2 separate regions of the Mus musculus genome follow, and region 2 is linked to region 1. The links are chromatin contacts, called in public Hi-C maps. All regions are on one chromosome and are shown on one strand. The core of a region is the stretch at or near the end of the contact, and the rest is flanking DNA. Distances in the headings are between cores, read along the strand shown. Region 1 overlaps Ldb2 (LIM domain binding 2). Region 2 has its middle 48 kb from the start of Gm36076.

Region 1 (4,817 bases), core at 212-2,711:
CCAAGGCAGAATGGACTATTTGCCTACTCCTGTAATAAATATTTCAATACTCTGATGAAAAATATCTCTTTCTAGGACATGTAGTTTCATTATAGCGACTTAATCCAGATGCTAATTATGCACATTTATTTTTAGGAAATTTGATAGGATTCGAAGGATTCATTTTTCTTCTCTCTCTCTCTCTCCCTCTGCCTGTCCCTCCCTCCCTCCTTCCACCCTTGATGTTCACTATGCTACTCTAATTTCCTTCTGTTCTTATGTTAATTAAAAATAACTTAGCCTTGTGTAATCAAACACTATGGCTATTTTAAACAAAAAGTAAGCTTCCTGGTGCCACAAAGAAAGAGAATTGTAAAACCTGAGCTGGCATTCTGGTCCTACTCCTGGAGGATTTTTAGCACATTATGTGTCTGCAGCTTACATTGTTCTAATTTAGACGACCACTAAACTGTTTCTCCCCAAATAGCATTTGACCCAATGGCTCTGAGTTGCTTTTATGAAAATTTGGTCAACTAGCGAATCGGAAATCAGCCACATTCCTAATCAACAGAGATATTAAATATCCCTCAGGGGTATAGTGAGCATTTTGCAATTTCCTGATACCAGGAACATTATAGATTAAGGATAAATATGTAATTAGAATTTTTAAATGCACATAATAAAGCCTTTCTTTTATGTTTTCAATTTCAAATCAAATAGAAAAACAAGGCTTAATAATCAGAAGAGCATGCCGGGAGAGTTTCAGAGTCAAAGCCCCTTGAGTTATTGTCAAGGATGTGAACATGTGAACATCGGGAGATCCTGAGAGAGCCACTGTAAATGTAAATTCTTGGCTTTTGCAAAGTAAAACAATAGGTACAACCCCTGTTGGATACCTGCATCACTTCTGCAAACATGAGTTTTTGGATTTTTTTTCTCTTCTCAGTTATTTATCATGAAATCATTTACTCCTGAGACAAATATAACCTGGAAGCACATTAACTAAGTGTCCTCTAAGTGAACACTTCTCACTTGATTTTCTTCACAGTTGTTTCCCATTCTGACTTTTCCCTGTGTATCACACTACAATCTAAAATTTCTTATGTCAAAGATCATATCCCCCTAATTAAGTATTATGTCCCCCAAATAAAATTTACATATGTGATATCTCTAGGTAAAATTCAGAGAGCTTTTTAGAATTTAGATAGTATTCTAAATTCTCTATTAGACTCACGCTGTTGTTCATATATAAAGATACAAAACTAAATATTCCCACCTATTAAAAAATATACACATTGCTCTATGAGAGCTGTTGAATCATAGGACAGTGTGATCAGTATTACTTCATTAGCTAGAGAGAGAGAAGGGTTAAAAAGCTACCGGGTAGTTGGAGAAATGTTCTTTTTTACTTTTCTCATTCCTGGCCGAGTCTCAAGCTAGCACGTGATCAACTGAATGCCTGCCAGCCTCTTTCTTGTTGATCCTCCGGAGACCATCTGTGCTGGGGGCATTGATTAGAGTGTGTCTGCTGGGATTACATCTTTTCTGTTGCCATGCCAACTAATCAGCTGATTTTGGTTACCACAGAAACAAAATGTCAGAGCTCACAGTACGGTAACATGAATTCAGCACAACAGAAAATGTTTTCTTAATTGGGGACCCTTTTTGATTTTTGGATTCCAACAGAAAAGCAGGATATTTTTTTCCTTTAAAGACCAACTTTAGATAAAAGCTGCATTAACTCTATTGATTAATAAGAATCTACAGATATTTTTTGAAGTGAGAAAACATTACTTTTACTTTATTAGCTATGCTTATTTTTTTATATTTCCTAACAAAGGAGACATACACTCTTCCATATGTACCTCTGTTATGGTTCTTGGTGGTTGCATAGAAAACAAACCACAAAGCTTTGGATTTCATTTAGCTTCCATTAGAGAAGGGGAGTCTCCCGGAGTCTTGGGATAATGCTATATGTATAATCATTTGGGAGGGGGGAAGAACACCGACCAAAATTCTCTTGCATCTTTCATTTTTGGATATCATTTAACTTACTTTAAAAAAAAAATCTGTTGTAGTCAACTGGGAAACAGTTCTAAGAATTCCCATTTTATACATAGTACTCCCTGGATACAGTGAGCCCATTTGACTCCAAAGGGAGCCCGTGACTTGTGGCAATTTTCCATTTTGTTGGCCTGACGCGGTTTGTCTGTAAGAGAAGTCCCAACCAGTTTGCTATGACAGAGTGAAGGAAGGAAGCACCTAACCTTGGCCCTGCAGATGCTCCCACTGAGCAGACTTCAGAAGGATTACACACTTTCCCTCTCATCATAAAACTTGGATCTAGCTGAAGCAGACCAGAGCCTTTTTCTACCCTGATCCTGTGGTTTACAGACAGAAAACAAATAGATGATAATAGCAGCAGCAGCAGCAAGAACAACAATAATAGTAACAATAAATGACCCTGATATTAAACCAGGCTAATATATTTGTTTAACTATCTAATAATCCCATCTCTTAAAAAAATAAAGAAAATATTATAGCCTATGGATATGTTTTTCCCATAGATAGTTTACTTGTGACCCTCCCTTCTGTGAAAGTTGTCACTGCAGGTGACTTGTATGAAATTAACACCCTGAAGTGGAGGTAGGGATTTGGTTTAATCTGCATGATACTTCTTTGAGAACCTTGGTAAATTAATTCCAGTGCTCGAGATGTGTTTGGGAGAATGGTTTGGGGACATTGGCGACATCTGCCTTTCTACTCACTAACACTCATAGCTAAGCTGCCAGAAACCATGCTCAGCAGACAACCCCTCTCAGAGTTTTAGGGCATGGAGCCCACATGTCCAAACTTACTCAGAAGTTCTGCTAATTGCTTCTGAGGTTGAGGTCTTCACCCAGATTATCAATAATTATCTCATTACATCCAACAGATCTTTGATAAAATGAAGATGGCAAGTGTACTTTTTTTCAGCAGAGCCTGATTAAGCCTTCTATACTGATTCTTCCCCACAACTTCTGAAATGTCTCATCAGAGTACATGGAACGCCCCCGACCATTGCCTGTGACAGTTAGAACTTCCCAAATGGCATAGTTTGTATTCTCCCAAGAGGAGAATCATTAACCACATCTCAGGATAACTTGATGTAAGCTGTTAACCACTATCTTCCTGGACTACAGCTTTACAGATTAGCCTTTACACATTCTTTCAGAAGTTTGCATATCTGTGTTAACTAGGAAATCTTTCTCCCAGAAAGTCTGAGCAAAGACTCAGCATAGTAAAAAGGAGAAAACGTATGGAGTCTAAAGGCCAAAGCCCCTGTCATTCCCAGAGATATTTCTTGTGATCTGCATCTCAACACAAACATCATGGTGACCTTTTTTGGATTCTCTCTTCTCCTAGGTTCTGTTTGTTTTATCTGCTCAGCTATATCTGCCTGCCCCGTTCTTCTTGGGCTAGGCACACTAGACAGCATTCTCTTTGCAGAATACACTTGGTGGTGTGGGGCCATACTCGATTTCCCTCAAGTTCCAGAATAAGTACAAAGTATGGTCAGAATTCAAATCTTGTATCCTCTGTTTTCAAAGCCTCCAAGCATTCTTGTACTGCTCCCTCAAAGCAAACATAACTAACTAGTTGTAACTAACTAGTTGAACTAACTAGTTCTAACTGTTGATGTCATTACCCGCTCACTGTCCTTTAGTTGAAAAAAGGATAGGGGTGTGTATTGCCTTGTATTAGTCTCTTCCCTCCCAAAGTCATCCATAGTGAAAAGAGTGGTAGAGTGTAGAGCTGGATCAATAGTCTAAGAATAATACAAATATGAAAGGTTAAAATTACCTTTGTCAGTGATTGTTAGGGAAGAGAGACTCTGACATATCATATATGTTCTTAGGAAGGTGAAGGACTAGGCAATGTTTTATGTAATATAAACAAAACATGCCATTGATGATGATGTGATTGGTGTAGTTCCGAGACAACCCACTCTTTTCCCCATCATCAGTGGCTGCATCAGGTTGCATTCACTTGCCCTCTGTGGAGTTCCTCTTTGGAAATGAAGATGTACTCTTAATGGGTAATGTTGTTGCAACTCACACTTCAGTGTGAGTTATCTTGTGGAAAACCTTATCCCAAGTTAAGGCTGCCAAGGATGGAATAAGTCTATGGCTGTTGCACCCATGGGAGGAAGATCGTGAAAATAAAGAAGGCAATGAGACAACCAAACAGTACTAGTTGCTTTTGAACTAATGTCCCTGGAAGATGGTTTGAACCCCTGTCTCCAGATTAAAAAAAAAAAAAATCAGAACCATGTAAATTCATTGGTAGTAGAGTAACTGGTACTTGAAACTAGCAAGCTACTTGGCAATCTTTGCAACCCATTGACTCTAGAGCTGTTGCTTGTCCCTGTCCCTATGTACCATGGAGATACTGCCCAAGGAACTCAAAGGACACTACAGTACGTAGTTGATGCAAGATACAAACTATTGATTCTATGAGCTACATATCAAATGAGTGTGTTGTTTGTCACTTCCAGGTATGCACAGAAGGCAGGCTGATCTTGGAATTCACATTTGATGACCTCATGAGAATAAAAACGTGGCACTTTACCATTAGACAGTACAGGGAGCTGGTCCCCAGAAGCATACTAGCCATGCACGTAAGTAACATAGTTTCTATTTTATTTCCTTTCTTCTTATACTCACTATATCTTACTCAGCAAGGAAACCCAATTCTGTCTGAAGAAAGCCCCACTATTACCACACCATAGGCCAATCAGTTCTAATTATTGAGTCTTTCTCTCGACCATTTGAACACACAAGCTCTTTTACCGCCTC
Region 2 (4,379 bases), core at 1,050-3,549, 340 kb before region 1:
TTTCTCCAGGCCCCTTTAGAATGTTTCTCTCCTCAGCCCTGGCTTCGTTTTAAGCAAGCGCTGAACTCTTGTTGTCTCTGTGGACTGGGTTACATTGATATAAATGGAATCAAATGTGCATCTGGCTTATTTTACAAGTGTTCTGCCCCATGACATCTACTTGTGTGCCTGATGTAATAGGGATGTGCTCCTTTTCCTGCTGTGTGATCGTCCATCATGCAAATGAGCTGGCTCAGCCATTCACCTGCTGACGGGCACTTCCACTCCTCTTGTTTGGATATCATGAAAGAAGCTGCTTTGACTTAATATGCAAGTCATGGTATAGATGTATGTTTTCATGATCATCAGGGCAGAGATGCTGGCTCCTGTTCTATTTAAAAGTGATGAGACTAAGGAAAAAGTGAAGTGTGCTTCAGAATGATGCTATGCCTAAACCGAAGCCTCGGAGAACTCCTCGAGTCTGTGTTCAACTGCATGTTCCCCTATAATGCAAGCTCTTTTCAGAACTCCGACACAGCCTGGATCTGTTTCCAGGAAAGTCAATGAATCCATGTTGGTGTCTATATCCCTCTGATTAGTTAATTTCTAAATATTCTTAGTGAGTTCCAGTTTGTGATCCCACTGGGCCACAGCTGGTGTTACCTAAGGAGATGACAAAGGCACTGGGCTTGGCTACGTTGTGGCGTGACATTCCTCCCCAGTGCTGCCTGCAGCAAAACATTCCCAGTGAATGAATGAGCAAGGCTAAGGATTCATGAAAAAGCATAGAGGGAACCCAAGCAGTTGGGTAATTTTCAAAAAGGAGAGTCATGATCCAGGAAAGATAATGGGGTTAAGGTAATGCTGTAACGAGTAACAAATTCAAAGACCTCTGGCACAGCCTAACAAGGTGCTCAAATGACTGAATGAAAGGAGGCGTGTAGACTATGAAGTGTTAGCAAGCTTCCATTTATTCTAAGAGAGTTATCTCTCAGCTCTGGATGACTTAGCCATCAGCAGTTACCAAACAAACAACAACATTCCCCAGCCTGATGTGTTGTGTGCTGTTAGCTACTTTTGTTGGTGGGTAAGACTGAGACATACAGAGTGACTCCTCTTTTGGGCGGAAAGTAGATATGTGTATGCACTTTTGATTAGCTTGCTGGGGCATGAAGGGTGGAACAAACCCACCACAAGCTGAGTCCAGCAGGTCTTGTAGCTTGAGATCTTTACTCTGGATCCTGTAGTCCCCCAGACTCTAAAGGTAAGAATGCTGGCTCTATCCCAAAGAAAAGGGAAGAAATGATGAGCCTTGAGCTGTAGTAGAAAGCACAACTAAAATTCTGGAAAGACTTCAGTTTGACCTGTAGAGGCTAGAAGACTTGACCACACATCCAAAACAGTAGAAGCACGAGAAGAAGCCTAGTGAGCAAAATTAGGGGAGGTACCACTACCAGACTGGGACAAATGAGAGACCTAACAAGCCTGAAGAATGCTCAAAAGAATCAGATCTAGGAGCAGCATAGGAAGGGGACAACACTGGGAATGCAGATAGCTCAGCCTTCAGCTCATGCAGTTACAGTCTGTGGTTGGGAGTGAGATTGTCTGCATTTGAGTCTGGATCTTTCATGCGTCCTTCTGTAGACCTGGGGGCAGGTGCTTTCAACTCTTCCTGGCCCAGCTCCCTACTGGGGTGAGAGCTTGTGTGAACATCAAAGGAAACAGAACCCTGTCAGTTGATAGATCTTCTATGACTCCAGAGAGCAGATTTATCTATATCCAGGAAGCTGGGTCCTGAGGTTCCCAACCCCTGAGGGATCTATGGCTCTCACAGGTTCCTGGCTATGCAGCACTGAGTAAGTCACATGACCTCTCTGTTATTTACTTCCTTCTTCCAAATGTCACAATTCGTTTATATAAGTAAGATCCATTCCAACTGTGGAGCAAAAACATGTATTTGTCATTGTATAATTACAGATTTACCAAAAATTCAGACCAAGAGCAGTTCCTAGTCTGTGGTGTTAGCAGCAGGCTATTTCTAATTTGTTAAGGAATTTCCATTTTCTCCTATCTTGACTGAGCCTCCTGTAAAGAAACTGAGCTGAGTCCAAGGGTCTTTTCCCTAAAAATCTCTCCTACAGATGTCTCTTTAGACTCACATGTCAGTCAGTTCCTGGAAGCAAAATCTCCCTTAAAGAATAGAAGTACTCTTTGAGATTTTTTTCAAGCCCAGGGAAGCTTTTGCTGCTTCCCTGCACTGGGTATTGCTGTTGCTAAGAGCTCTGCCCATCCTCTCCCAGGTTTCTTCCCATAGTAGGCGGTGATTTGGCTTCTCCTAGAAGCTGGCCTGGCTTCTAGATTCAGCAAGAGCCAGGCGCTCTGCAGAAATAGAGATGGTGATTCACAGCAGATTCCCCAAGAGGTTTCATCTTTCTTCAGAGAAGTAGGACTGAAGCCAGATCTTATGTAAGAAAACAGATCTGAGTATACAAAAATAATAGCTGTTAGAGAAGGTCATCTGTCCGGGTGGGGAAAAAAAAGTAGTATTAACTGGCACCAGAATTCATCGGGGGTGGGGGATGGGGAGGGCTGTCTTTAATTCGTTAAGAAATTCCTTCAGTTAGCAACATGGAGGAAAGCCCCAAGGTTGTGAATAAGTAGAGAGAAATGGAAGAGTGAAATTGTTGTCCATTCATACTGGAAAGAAAATTAGGGAGGTGCTAAATGGAGAAGAGGAAATTGAACCAGTAAGAAGTTGGCAGGTGCAATGAAGTACAATTTTCACAATTAATAGTGGCACCCATTCTAGGGAAGGATGTGCTGAGCCCTGTGTGAGGTTTTGGTGTCTAGGAGACTGTCACATCACCGTAATATAGAGAAGGATGACTTTTCTTCTTATTGTGTGGATGTTGACAGCACTTTTCACAAGATCACACCACCAGTGATAAGAATAGGTTCTGAAGAACAATCCAATACTAAATTGCATTGTATGAGAATGTGGTTTTACAGCCTAACAACTTCTACCTTCTCAAGAGCTTAGCAAATAGATTCTCCTCTCAGAAAGCATTGTCCAAAGATCTACTAGATTCAGAAGGACATTTAGTAAACAATCTGACATTGTTGTACATGATTTCTACAAACAAAACTGTACAAGTTGCCTGTTGGTTCTTGCTCCTGTTGTTAAAATCTGGACCAGAACTAGGCTTCAAGGTCTCTTGTTGTTAGTTCCAGTAGCAAGGCCAGTTGTTATAAAAATCATTTAATTCTTAGGTAATTTATGTAGCTGATGCTTTCTGAGGAAGAGTATATTCAAATCCAGGGCTTTGGATCTGAAGACATAAGTCAAGGACATACACAATCATGACTACTTCCCAGAATATTCCACTCTATACTTGTGATTCGCTTTGGAGATCTTTGATGTAAATAAACCACCCTGATTATTATGGAACCTAAAACTATGATACTATGGAACCCAAAACTTCCACCAAGAGGCACTTTTGGTTGGAAGCATCTTTCTTAGAAAGAAACGTGTCTTTATTAGACATGTGCAGGGACAGAGCCAGGGTCATTATTGTGAAGGATGTAGAGTTAAACAGATATACCACGGTGGGTGTTGAGTATGATATTTATTTTGCTGTTACTGTGGTGCACTCACAGGCAGAATTAAGAGATATTTGATAGCATTTTGAAGCTTCCTGAGATCACACAGGGAAAGTTGTGGAGGAACACCTAGCATAGAATCAGTAGAGCTTTAGCCATGCCATCTAAATACTGGAGGAGTCAATTTTCATATACCCTTCCATTCCTCCACCCATCCTACAATCTCTCCATCTGACTTCTCTGTTGATGATGTGTGATCTTAAATATTAAAACTGAGAATTAATGAGAAATATTACAGGTGGATGGGAATTGGACCAATAGTTCTTTCTCCATTGGAGAGATGCAAAGGGTGGTAGGCTGTTAAGAAGTATCAAGAGGAGAAGCAAGACAAGAGCTATCATTGGCAAGTATCTTCTGGGAAGCTATGGTTTTGCCTAATGTTCTTTGGTAAAACATACATAGATCCATAATAGGATCATAGTGGATTTTGCCAATGCAGGGTGTAGGCGCCATCTCCCACAGCTGACATGATTGTAACTTAGGAATGGATCTTTGAGGGCTTGACCATTTAAACGTTTTTATATATGTTTATTTCTTTTATCTATGTTTGCTACATATATGTAGTCATCTTTTGATGTCTATGGGAGAATTTATTCCAGAACTCTCACGGACATCTGAATCTATAGGTTCTCCAGACCCTTATGTAAAGGGGTATTTGCATATAAACTGTCCACATCATTCTATATATTTTATTTAGGTAGCAATGCTGGGGTTTGAACTCAAGGCTTTATGCACACTAA

What was found. A called contact is a pair of places that touch in the nucleus more often than the background predicts.
Region 2: a Hi-C map of cortical neurons shows a contact between it and region 1, with 3 times the contacts expected there. The contact joins two enhancer-like sites. A contact is called at or near these places in 2 of 484 Hi-C or Micro-C datasets (cortical neurons and forebrain), 1 of 115 datasets of contacts at active chromatin or transcription factors (fibro-adipogenic progenitors) and 1 of 9 other capture datasets (liver).

The regions. Positions count from the first base shown.
Region 1 is chr5:44,534,860-44,539,676 of GRCm38.p6, reverse strand. It overlaps Ldb2 (LIM domain binding 2), which reads left to right. Exons shown (of 8, transcript NM_010698.4): 4 at 4,517-4,639. Among named protein-coding and RNA genes, the nearest start is that of Gm40297, 110 kb to the right of the region's middle. Within about 2 kb of position 1,461, at least 56 of the 459 cell types and tissues checked have an H3K27ac peak or open chromatin away from gene starts, as enhancers often do. A contact at or near this core is called in cortical neurons, where this site is marked.
Region 2 is chr5:44,875,076-44,879,454 of GRCm38.p6, reverse strand. No RefSeq gene overlaps it. Among named protein-coding and RNA genes, the nearest start is that of Gm36076, 48 kb to the left of the region's middle. Within about 2 kb of position 2,299, at least 50 of the 459 cell types and tissues checked have an H3K27ac peak or open chromatin away from gene starts, as enhancers often do. A contact at or near this core is called in cortical neurons, where this site is marked.